Linked DNA regions of Oryctolagus cuniculus: all the other regions are linked to region 1. Evidence: chromatin contacts called from public Hi-C and Micro-C data. All regions are on one chromosome and are shown on one strand. Each heading gives the region's core, a stretch centred on a gene start, on an enhancer-like site or on the middle of the called end of the contact. The rest is flanking DNA. Distances are from core to core; before and after follow the strand shown.

Region 1 (3,906 bases), core at 699-3,198:
GTCTGCAAACCACCACTCTGTCATACACACACACACACACACACACACACACGCTGTAACCTTCACCCCATCTCTCAGTCACCAGGGCTTCCTGGCAGTCAAGAGCCTGGGGCTAGCCTCAGGGAATTGTGGGAGGCCTGCACCAGGAGCCCTCCCCAGCCCACCTCAAAGGCTCCAAGCCAATCACAAAAGAGATGTGGAAGTCTGCCTTATGGTTGTACCTAATCCCTCACAAACAAGAGTCCCAACCCAAGACAAGAAAAGTCCCTCACCACCAACAGACTTCCCTGCTTAATATGCAGAGAGAGAGAAGTTAGGCTTCAAAAGATCTCTGAGAGGAGAGGGGCTCAAAATTGGTAGCTTGGTTCCAATTTCTGAAGAGAGGAAGTGATAGGGAAGGTGTGTCTGAAAGATGTGTGACTGAAAGTGACCAGGCAGCGGTGGAGCCACTGGCACGCTCTCACAAGGGTGTGCTGTTAGTACGCAGGTGGCTCAGAGGGAGGCACTCCTGGAAGCCTTCACGTCCACACACCTCAAGGCCCTGCTGGTTCATGCCCTCCATACACTGTCAAGAGCCTGATCCAACTTCCTTTCGCAGTAGTAACAGGACTAGAAATTCAGCGGTGTCCTTTTTCAGACCTACGGCAGACTTCACAATTAAGCAACTTGCTGCTTTAAAAGTCAGCTATGTGAAGGTGGCTACAGGTGGGCCTGTGGGGCCCGGGGAGCACAGTAGAGGCCGCCCCTGGCTTGCAGGCTTCAGACAAAAACAAGTTTTTAAAGACCTGAGCGGGCACAGCTGTCTGGGGAAGGGCTCCTCACTCCAAGGGCAGTTTTCAGAGGCTGTCTCCCTGGTCTCACCACTCTGCTGGTGGAAGCGGCCAGCAGCGCCCATGCCAACACTGAAACCATACGCTCGGGTCTCTGCACTGACATCAACCATTCAGAGATACGTGCACACACACGCGCGCACACATGCAGCCCCTCTTTGGAAAAGAAAGGCAGCAAAGGCTGAGGAGAGGCCAGCGGGGGCCGTTTCCTCTGACACCCAGTGCCGCCAGTACCCAAGGCTGTGGGTGGAACCGTGTTCTTTCTGTTTCTTTTGAGGAAGGGGGTGGAAGAAAGCAGCGCCCATGGCACAGTGAACTGTGTGCGTGACAGGCAGGCTCCCGGCCCCAGAGAAGCGGGCTCAGAGCTGGGCCACAAACTGCTTTGAGACAACTTGGGAAAGAGAATATTCTCCTTCCCCTCCTTCCACATACTGGCCTTCCGCCGGGTGGTTGGAAGGGAGAGGCGGCTCTCAACAAAAGGGTGTTTCCCACCAGCCGGGAGGCCCGCCTCTGGGGAAGGGCTCTTCAGAAACCCGGCAGCTGGGCAGCTCGCTCCCGGGCAGGAAGGAAAAGCCCCAGCCTACTTCCATGGGGGTGGGGTGGGAGATGCTGGCTCAGACAACTTTCACGACGGAGCACTGTGACCCCACCCACGTGCTCAGCACCCGACAACCTCCCCACCCCCACACCAGGGAGCACACAAAAGCCACCCTGGGGAAGGTGATGCTGGCGGGGTCGGAACAGGAAGCTACTACAAGCAAGAGGGTCTCCGCTGTCCCTCCTGCAAGAGGGTGCAGGGCTATGACTGCCCATGGCCCAGGGAGTGCCAGCAACAGTGGCAAAGCAGCCCCAGCTTCCAGACACACAGGGTAAGGGCTCGGCCAAGACAGCTAGACAGCAAGTGCTGCTAACCCCTAAGCTGCCTGGGGTCAGAAAGCGTTTTTTTTAAACGCAAAGCTCATCCAGGGTTTTGGAGGTGCCCACAGTAACACCCATGCTAATTGGTAAGTAAGACAAAGCCTCCCCTAACAAATCGGCAATGTAATTATAAAGCCAGTCACTAGAACAGCCAGTTACCCGTGCTCTGGGAGACTCTGAACCTGTAACCCGACACCACTGTTTGCAGCCGGGTGCCGAGGGCCCAAGCCTCCCCCGCCGACCAGGCCAGGCCCGCGGGGCACCGCAGCCGCGCCTGGAGCTCAGCCCCTGCAGCTGCACGGAGACCCACAGGACGACCCTCCTGGCCTCCTCCTGGCAGCCTGCAGGGAAACTGAAACCCCGCCATGTCAACCTCCAAGTCCACTTCAGAAACAACGGCTCTGACTGTACGCGGCTGTTTTCTACAGTTCCCATTTTAAGAAATTCTAGCTTTCTCTCGCAGAATTTTTACATGCTTCTATAAAACTGAAGACAATTCCCAACACTGGTGGTTTATCAAATATGATTCTTTTCTCTGGAAAAATGAAAGAAATTTTAGAGATATTGATAACTAAATGCCATTAGTAAACAAGAGAGAGGAGAGGGGATATTTCACATCACTATTCCTTACGAATTAATTACGGTCTTGTCAGCAAACATTTGGAAAGAAAATCAGGCACTTTAGACTAAATATCAAGTTGTGTAAAATGTTTCTAATCTCCTGTCTTATTGGTACCTCTGCCAGCAGGGAGTTTTAGGTCTTAATCTCAGGTCTATGCAGCCACAGAAACCAGTCACCTTCTCCCAAGGACAATGGAAATGCTACCAATTCTCTTCTTTTATTTGAGGATTCTGGCTAAACGACTGCACACCTAATTAAAGTTAAGGTTTAGTAGAACCCGACAGTTCTGAATTGGAACTTAACAAACACATACATCAAATATGAGCTGATGCTTTGTACTCCGGGAAGGAAAATAACCCTGAACATGTTGATGGAATACGACAGGCAAAATGTCTGTGGCTGTCGATGCTGGGCGACCAGTACAAGGTGACGCACTGTACTCTTCCTTTTACTGTTCAGCATGTTTGGAATTTTCCACAATAAAACGTTTAAACTACGACAAGTCAATACAAACCTTAGAAATTCTATGAAATTAAAAAACAATCACAATAAATTATTTGCACATTCAGTGAGAACCATTGTACTCATTTTAACTGCTAGATTTTTGCACAGAAGAAAGCTATCCGTGCTCCAGGTAAACAAGCCACGTCCAGCACGAGTCAGAACTCCTTTACATTCTGACAGACGCAGCACATCCACAAGGGGGCGCAGCAGAGTAACAGGCGGTGGGAATGCCTTTCTCCACTGCAGTTTCCAGCTACACATCTCTCAGAGCACAAACATTCATATCCAAGACTGCTCCCAAATTCAAGCATCTAAAGGACAATGCTGAAGAAGTTTGGAGGCTTGCCAAGCACAACCCAGAAAGGTTTTGTTGCATGTGTATAAGTAGCATTGATGTTTCAAAAACCATGGTTAAAATCCCTGGAGGATTCCTGAAGTGAGAACACGCTCACACAACAAACACAAACCCATGTGAGGAGAAGATTTGGAGAAGCCAGCAGCTCAGAATTTCCAGTGCGGTTTCTAAAGTGGACTCTGAACCACACAATGGGTCTCCAGAATTTTATAGCAGAGAAGCCTTCACTAATCCCACTGCTTCTTAATAATAGTAAATTACCTCCATTCGGAACAGATACCGCTGCGGGCAGTTATTTGGGAAAACCCTTCATAAAGGACGCTGGGAGGAGCCATTTAATTGTAAAATGTAGTGCAATTAACCTTAGGGAGATAATGAAGGGAGTTACTGTGTAACTACTTGCTGGAATTCTCTCTATGCAAATTACAAGTTCAGATTATATGATGTTGTATGTTCAATAGCAAGGAACACAACAGATGAACTATTAATTGTCACTGTTTCCATTTGAAAATTGGTAATTGTGAACATATTTATATATAATAAGGGTTTAAATTGTGATGCTACTTCCTAATAGTTCAGGGCCAAGAGTCCCTCTTCAGAATCCTGAATGTGAAGCTTCCCTCACGTTAAAGGGCAGGAATCCTCAGACGTGAGCGACTCTCCCCAAAGATCGCGTG
Region 2 (4,011 bases), core at 66-2,565, 150 kb before region 1:
CTTTACAGCGACTGAGTTGTAAGGAGGCAAATGCGGGTCTATTTTAACGCTGCAACTTAATTTGTCTAGAACATTGTAGGGGCGGGATAGACCATGATGAACTGCTATTGTCCTTATCTTTCCCCTGATTTGTTTAATTCCTCCTCAGAGGGGTGGACACTTCTCTGTGGCGGAGGGTGTTTTCCAGCCTTGTCTCTTGGCGTAGTTGCTGAGCTTCGCTGTTTGGGAAATATTTTAAATTTTTCAAATTACTGATGCAGAGGTTGGGCAAAGGTGGGCAGACCGGGGGACCCTGCAGGGGTCATGATTCACAGAGCAGGACCCTGGGCTCAGCATCCCCGACAGTAATAATAATCTGGGGGATGCGGTCAGATTTCCACAGTGGCCAGAGTTCTCACAGGATTCACCGTAAAGGAAGGCGAAAGGTTAGAACTTGCTATGACCTCTGTTAGCGAAATGAGTTCAGATTCAGAGGTTGATTTTTCAAGTTTCATTGGCTATTCCTCTGAAAGAGCTATGAAAAACGGCCGCTGTCTCCGTCCGTTAGCAAAAGTCTGGATTATCATTATTTTGCCCAAGACTATTTGTCAGTCCGGCGGCAAGCTGCAGCTTTCTCACCTTAAGTTCGATTTGTAGCCATCCGTTCTTTGTTACTTATTAAACACCGGCTTGCTCCTCTGTTGGCTTACATAGAAAAGAGCAAGGGACTTGGACTGGGAATGAAAAAGTCATTTTTCAGGGCGAAAAGGGCAAGCCGATGAATGTTCCCTAATTGGTTTATGGTACAGAAAAGTCTGGTTCCGTATTTCCAAACCCGTGCAATTTTAATGGGAGTCTTAACTCGGTCCTGGGTTGACCAATAATTCCGACGGGCTGAGAGCAGCGGCTGCTCCTCGCCGGGAGCGCTGCCTCCTTGGGCGGCGGAGGGCGGGAGGACGTCTGTCGCCCACAGCTCGATGACTCGCAAGGAAGTAAAAGGAAAGGGCGGTTTGCCCGTACCCAAAATGGCGGCCGGAGCTCGGCGGCACGGCGCCTGCGCAGGGGTAAGCGTTCTGTGACACTAATTCCCCTGGAGCGTCTTCCCCCACCCCACAGCACCCACCAGCGCCGGGCCCCGACCTAGCCACCTGCGCCCGGAAGTGACGTGTCGGTGGCAGCGGTTCCCCCGCTGCATGATGGGAGAGTGTGTGGAGTGGGCGGGGGGTCTCCGCGGAGGAGGAGGTGGAGGAGGCGGCGGCGGCGGCGGAAGAGGGCGGAGGGTAGTGGGATGGGGGTCCCGCGGCAGCGCTGAAACTCCGGGTGGGCGTCCATGGCGCTGCTGCGCTGACAGGGCTGTGAACAGCCTGTCTTCCGCTCTCAGCAGGTCTGCGTCGGAGTAGCCGGTCCGTCCCCGGGGAGCCAGTTCCTCCCCGGGCCCCTGAGCCATGCCCATCGCGGCCGCCCCAGACGAGCCAGGTAAGCGCTGCCGCTCCGCTCCCCGAGCTGCGCGGGGTGGGGAAAGGTGCGGGGACTGGGCCCGGCCCACAGGCTGGACCCTCACCCTGGCCTCGAGCACCTGCTCGCTGCGGACCTGGAGGCTGCGGAGACGGGGACGGCTCTGCGGGCCTGCGGGCGTCGGGCTGTGCTCCCTTCCGCGCGGGTGCGGGAACGCCGCTGGCGGCGCCCGAACCGCACGGCCCCGTTCCCGGCTCGCCGGACACCGGCCGGGGGAGTGCGAGCCGTCCCTTCCCCGGCCGCTGCCGGCTCGCCCTGCCCTTTGGCTTCCACCTGCCCGCAGCTCGGCGCCGGCCGCTCCCTCCCGGGAGCTGTTGAGAAGTTTGGGGCACGGCTCGGGCTTCCTCTTCCTCCCTCCCCCTCCCTCGTGACAGGTGTAAACACTGCTTGCTCTGCCGAGGCCCGCGGCCCGCGGCTGCCTGGGGTCTCTGAAACCAGCGGATTTTGAATCCTCCAGCAAGCAGGGGCGACAGCCCCCAAAGCTCGTGCATCCTTTTCTAAGGGGGCCTTTTCTGCCTTCTTCTTGGGTCCCTCCAGAAATAATCTGCGTCTCTTCAAATTGCGTTTGAAAAGTTGGACCATTATTCTTTAAGCGCCCGGCTTGGCAGGTGCTGCGTGTTGCCTGGGGCAGGGACAGGGTGTGAGGTGAGCCGTGGTGGGTGCTTTCCATTAGGAAAGGAATAGAAGTTGTATTTATTTTCCTGTGGGTTTGCGCAAGTTATAGCTTGGTTCCCCCCCCCCCCCCAATCTTCTGCTGGCTGGGGTAAGGACTGACTCACACATGCAAATAATTGGGGGGGGGGTGTAGGAAAAGCAATAGTTGAGTTCCAGAGTTCTACTTTAGGAGAAGTCAAAGTAGAACTTTGGGTTTGAACTTTTCCTATAGTATAAATCTGCCCTCTCGCTTTTATCTCTTAATCGGAGTTTTCTTTTTAGGGGGGTGGGGTGGAGTGGTGAGCAGAGTTTATCCTTGATGTTACATTTAATGGTTGCTTTCCGTTAACTTCTTGGACGTAGAAATAGTGGCATATGCTAAATTGTGGGGGAAATACGTTTGAACACTGTTCTGTTGAATGATTAGCACAGTTTACCTGCACTTCAGGGCTGCAGCTTAATTGTTGGCTTTTGTAGTAGTCATTTTTAACACAACAGAAAGTATATTTGTTTAAACCAAGTCTCTGTGGTTTTTCTCAATTTTGTTCATAAAGATAATTTCCATATGGATTAAAAGTCTAGCTCCATAAATGGCACCTAATGGGTGTTCCTCTGGGTATCAAACTAGATCAATTAATCTTCAAAGTACAGAGACGTGTTAAAATCTTTTAAAAAGCTCTTTAAAGAAATTCACTAGAATTCAGCTAATATTTAGGACATCTAAGTTTGATGTTTTCTGGTCATTTGACCCAGAGATTACTTTAAAATAATCCTGTATCAAAACAGAGATAATGCGTCTGTAATCCCATTGATGAATTTTGCAGAATCCAATTGTCTTTAGAAAACACATATAATCTAGGTGCATCCTATTTAAAACATCGTTTTAATTTTTAATTTGTTCTTACAGCTAGTCAAAAAGAACTAGTTCAGAAAGGGGATGAAATTTGAGTAGCAAATAGTGTTTTATTTTGTGTGACATCTGAAGTGCCTCCTTCAACAGGCAAAGACTTTGTGTATCATCTCATTAAGGGATTGCCCTTTCCCATTTCTTCCCTCAAAATTCATAAAAAGAAGTCACTAAGTATTTAGATATTTTCAAAATCAGAAAGTATTTAGATCAGCTATTTATATTCAAATTTGATGATGCCTATAGATTTTAAACTAAAAAAAATATTTTTTTCTCTCTCAGCATTTTCAGTTCCTCTTTTTGTAGGCTAGTGAGCCTTTCCACCCTGAACTTCATAAGCATTTTTAATTCTTATGCAATTTGGAAAATATCTGTCATGGATTTTACGTGTCATTTTGATCATCTTTTCTGAATCAGCATATGTGTGTGCATAAAGATACACAGAATCACAGGTCCTCTTGTAGATTTTTATGATAATTCCTAACACCCATTTACATTGCTTTCTGTGAGCAAGGTATTTTTCTAAATCCTTTCTGTACTGTATATTAAGCTTATTTAATCCTCAAAACAACCCTATAAGGGAGAAGGTAGTGTTATCCCTATTTTTCAGAGAGGAAACTGAGATAAGTAATTTGCCCGAGGTCAAACAGCTGATAAATGACAATGAAGATGTAATGTGATCCCATTTATATAGTTTTGAAACATGCAAAACTGTTCCATGTGAGTGTATTCTCTGTGATTGATGGAATATGTAGCAGAGTGTATGCATAGTAGTGATATCAACACCAAGTCAGAGTAAAAGTTATTTCTAGAGAATTGGAGAGGAATGAAGAATTGAGGAAAGGCCGAGTTTTCACATATCTCTTTACTGTCTTTAAATCTGAAGTATATTTGGTAAGCGATTAAAACTTAATCACAGCAAGGTAGTGGACAATTGATCATTCTTCCCTCTTCTG
Region 3 (3,862 bases), core at 1,119-3,618, 190 kb after region 1:
ATAGCCAAGCTTACCACTGCCTCTCCCTGGGTTCCAGATTTAAATGGGGGAAGGGAGAGGGCTTAGGTGTCGCTATTTCTGAAGTTCCCAGTTAGCTCTATTATGTGGCCATCATTAAGAAACAAAGGTGGGGAACTCATAGTCTATCCCTATAGGGAATGGCTGGTGACTGCTCTGGGCCTGTGTTCTAAGTGAATCCAGGAATTACAGTGCAATTCATGGGATGTGAGAAAGGACTTTGTCTTCCCCAGACTTCCTGTCCTCCTCCCCCTACACCATTCCACTGTGCACGCGCACCCTGCAGACCCCCACCCAGTGACCTAATTAGTCCTGCCTGGACAGCTAACCCCAGGAGCAAGGGCCTCCCATGGTGAAAGCCAAACAACCAGGGCCAGCGAATCACCACGTGGTAAGCCAACAAGCCAGAGGTTTACGACTACAGGAAACTGACTGCAAGAAGTCAGGGCCCACAGCTTCAACTTGGCATCTAGACACATGGACCACCGGCCCAGGAGTGCATGGAAGGGGGTACACATCAAGGTAGGTGTGGGGGAGACACAGGTTTCCAACGACCTGGAGAAGCAGCAGCAAAGCGATTTTGGCTGGGGAGCCCCGAGTAAGTGCAGTGTAAAAGCATTGTGACTGTGGTCTGGGGAGTTGTTGGAATGAGTATTTATGACCATATTTTTCACTGTGCTTGGCTAGAAGGCTGAGCAATGAACGATTTTTTGGCACCAGAAGCCTTGCGTCAACCAGCATCTCTCTAAATTAAGTAGTGAAGGAGACAGGCTCTGAGTTACTGGACCCTAATTCACACCTTGGTGTGAAATCTCAGGCTTCTTAGAATGAAATCTTGCAATTAGACATTTAAAAATACCTAATGAATACCAATGAAGGCAGAAAGGGAAGAGCTGTCTGCTCAAGGAGCTGCCTAAGAGCAGAGAGAGAGAGAGAGAGAGAGAGAGCATGCGCAGCGTTCACCAGCAGGAAGGCCCAGGCACAGTCCCCTTTCCCTTTCTTAAAGATCAGGGCCAGCTAGGCAGCTCCCCAGTCTCAGGCAGCCAGGATACGTTGGAGACCCCACAAGACCATCCCTGAGTCATCCAGTCTTTGTCACAGCCATCTTTGGTCCAGCCCTGGCAGCCAGCCCTGTCCTCTCCCCAGGCAGAGCCTGCCCAAGAATAGATCTGGTTGGATTCACCTGGACACGGAAACAGGCCCATGTCACAGTGGGAGAGCTGGACCTGGTGGATGTGGCGTGACATTGCTGAAAGGGAAAATCATGACTTCCATAAAAATATTTTTAAATGGGGGCAGGTGTTTAAGATATCACTACCCACATCAGAGTGCCTGGGTTCAATACCTGCCTCTGGCTCCTGACTCCAATTTCCTGCTAAGCAGACCCCGGAAGGCAGCAGGTGATGGCTCAAGTAGTGGGGACCTGGGGCTCCTGGCTTCCACCTGGCCCAATTCCAGCTGCTGCAGGCATTTATGAAGAGAACCAGTGGGTGGGAATGCTTGCACACACTCTCTCTCTCTCTCTCTCTCAAATAAATAAATAATAAACACATGTTAAAGAACTTTATGTTGCTCAAATGATATGACAGACCCAGGCAGAGAGATGTTACAATGGATTCACAGGGAAAAAAGAATCACAAATTTATACAAAGGAATGTGGAGATGAATTGCAGATGAAGACAAAAATGATTTTTTTTCCTGCCAAGTGAGAAGTCAACTTTCTCCCTGACTTGAGCATGTATTAATGAGCTACAATTTACAGAGTTGGGAAACAGCTGAAAGACAAGGAACAGGGTGAGAATCTCACAAGCCTGAAGGGTGTGCTGTGTGAGAGCCACGATTTCCTAATGAAACCCAATGTTTCCCCTTATACTTGTAAAGTTACTAACCCAAGGGAGAGCCTCTGCGTTCGACGGATGCTTCCCTTAAACTCCCCACTGCTTCTCCACCTGGCCTCTGCCCAGCAGATACAGTCGGGGAAGGATAAGCTCCATCCGGTGGGTCTGCAGCCGGGAGCCAGGAACTCAACCCAGGTCTCCCCTATGGGTGGCAGGGACCCAACTACCGGGAGCCATCACTGCTGTCTCCCAGCGTGTGCATTGGCAGGAAGCTGAGATCAGAAGCTGGGGCCAGTTATCAAACCCTGGCACTGTGGCTGCTGCCGGGGGCCGGGTGTCCTAAGAAAGCCTCCGAGCTTTCTTTAGCTCCAAAGCTCTAGAATTCAGGAGCTTAAGAAACTGCTGTTAAGAAATCTTAACTGGCCCTAGGATTGCGCAAGCAGGCGGCAGCCCACAGGTTTGACTCTTTCCTGCCCTACCACCTCAACCACGAAGCCGGCAAGTAAGAGAGCGTCTCAGGGCTTTGCCTTTGGTCGTTTGGTATTCTTACACCCACCCCAGCAGCTGTGGGCGCCTGAGCAACACTCCCCTTTGGTTTGACAGAGAAGACCCCTTCCCCTTGCCACGTATGTTTTCCAGGAAGGACCGCGGTGTACGAGCCAAGGAGACCTCCAAACAGGGCTCAGGGAGGCTGCAATCCAGGCGGGTGGTACACAGCAGACAGCCACGCGCCATGCCGGGACGCACCGGGGCGCGTGCGGCAGAGCGGAGCGCCCCGCAGGGCCCTTGGGCTCGCAGCACCGGGCCTCCCAGCGCACAGGCGGGGTTAGCCCGGGGGCAGGGCCCCTTGAGGGGTTAACGTGAGACTCCGAGGGAGCCCCGGGACGATGCGAGGGCCCCCTCCCTCCCCACCTAGCCGGGTGTCTCCTGCCTACAGACGCAGGAGCAAGAGAAACCGTTTCCGTCCTGAATTGTCCCCAGACTGCCAGAGATGTTAATGAAAGGGCGATTGTGTGGCCAGAGTGTTTTCTTCGGCCATCTGCCCGGGGAACGGAGAGCAAGCCCGGAGGCAAGTCACCAGCTCCATCCCACGACGACACCTTCTGCTCGCTACTGACCCCTCCTGGGGCGAAAGGGACGGCTGGCGCGGGGAAGGGCACTCCTGGAGCCAGCGCCTGTTTCTAGAGGGCGAATCCTGCCCAACCTCAGCCGGCTGCCACGTTCGGGGGTCGCATCACACCTGGGGGCCTCCCCGCCTTTCATCTTTTGCTTGAATCCCCCAGACGTTTTGTCCTGGGACCGGCAAGGTCACCTGGGTGCGGAGAAGCTGGGGTCCTTCTGAGGGGTCCTTAACAACTGTTGATTGATGTCCCACCCAGAGCTGACTCCCGCCAGAAGAGTGACTGACTCTGGCACTGGCCAGAACCCAGTGGAAAGGTCTGGAGGGGCTGCTGGCGGTCGGGAGCCCTGAGGGGAGGGGGGAGTTTGGGTGGGTGGGGGTGGGGCTGTAGAGAAGGGGAGTGGAGTCTAGCGCCCCACCCCCACCCCGCAGTGCACACACCCTCCTCCCCACAAGGGGTTAGTTCTTACTGACCGCCTGTCTGCAAAATGGGCTGTTAGGAGGCAGAGCCGGCGGCGTGGGGCGGGGAAAGTGAATCGTGACTGACCAGGCTGACGGGCGCCTTGGCAGGAGGTGAGCAGGAGTCCAGCATCAGGCTGGCCAAGGCTGGGCCACAGCCAGGTGGTGAGGCCTTGCTCCTCTCCCAGCCTCCTGGCTCCCCGACTTTTTTTTTTTTTTTTTTTTTTTGGTTTAGGGGATTAAATGATATGAATTGTTTAGTGCCTGGCAGTTCAAGAAATGAAAGCTTAAAAATAAAATGGGCAAAGGCTGTGTAATTAACTGCCTGGATTGTGAGTGTGAACCAGGCACTGGGCTGAGCACGCTACATAATCTCATTTAATCTCAGCAGCTCCCTAAAGCAAGTATCCTGTGATCCCACGTTCAC

Evidence for each region. A called contact is a pair of places that touch in the nucleus more often than the background predicts.
Region 2: a Hi-C map of an unstated tissue shows a contact between it and region 1, with 2.0 times the contacts expected there. The contact joins the promoter of AFTPH here to the enhancer-like site in region 1. A contact is called at or near these places in 3 of 6 Hi-C or Micro-C datasets (ear pinna, psoas muscle and an unstated tissue).
Region 3: a contact with region 1 is called in a Micro-C map of ear pinna, with 5 times the contacts expected there. The contact joins two enhancer-like sites. A contact is called at or near these places in 3 of 6 Hi-C or Micro-C datasets (ear pinna, psoas muscle and an unstated tissue).

Annotation. Positions count from the first base shown.
Region 1 is chr2:138,110,408-138,114,313 of mOryCun1.1, reverse strand. All of the region lies in intron 1 of SERTAD2 (SERTA domain containing 2), which reads right to left. Among named protein-coding and RNA genes, the nearest start is that of SERTAD2, 110 kb to the right of the region's middle. Within about 2 kb of position 1,948, at least 4 of the 8 cell types and tissues checked have an H3K27ac peak or open chromatin away from gene starts, as enhancers often do. A contact at or near this core is called in ear pinna, where this site is marked.
Region 2 is chr2:138,255,137-138,259,147 of mOryCun1.1, reverse strand. AFTPH (aftiphilin) reads left to right here and starts at 1,315. Exons shown (of 10, transcript XM_070069044.1): 1 at 1,315-1,455.
Region 3 is chr2:137,919,832-137,923,693 of mOryCun1.1, reverse strand. No RefSeq gene overlaps it. Among named protein-coding and RNA genes, the nearest start is that of SERTAD2, 85 kb to the left of the region's middle. Within about 2 kb of position 2,368, at least 2 of the 8 cell types and tissues checked have an H3K27ac peak or open chromatin away from gene starts, as enhancers often do. A contact at or near this core is called in ear pinna, where this site is marked.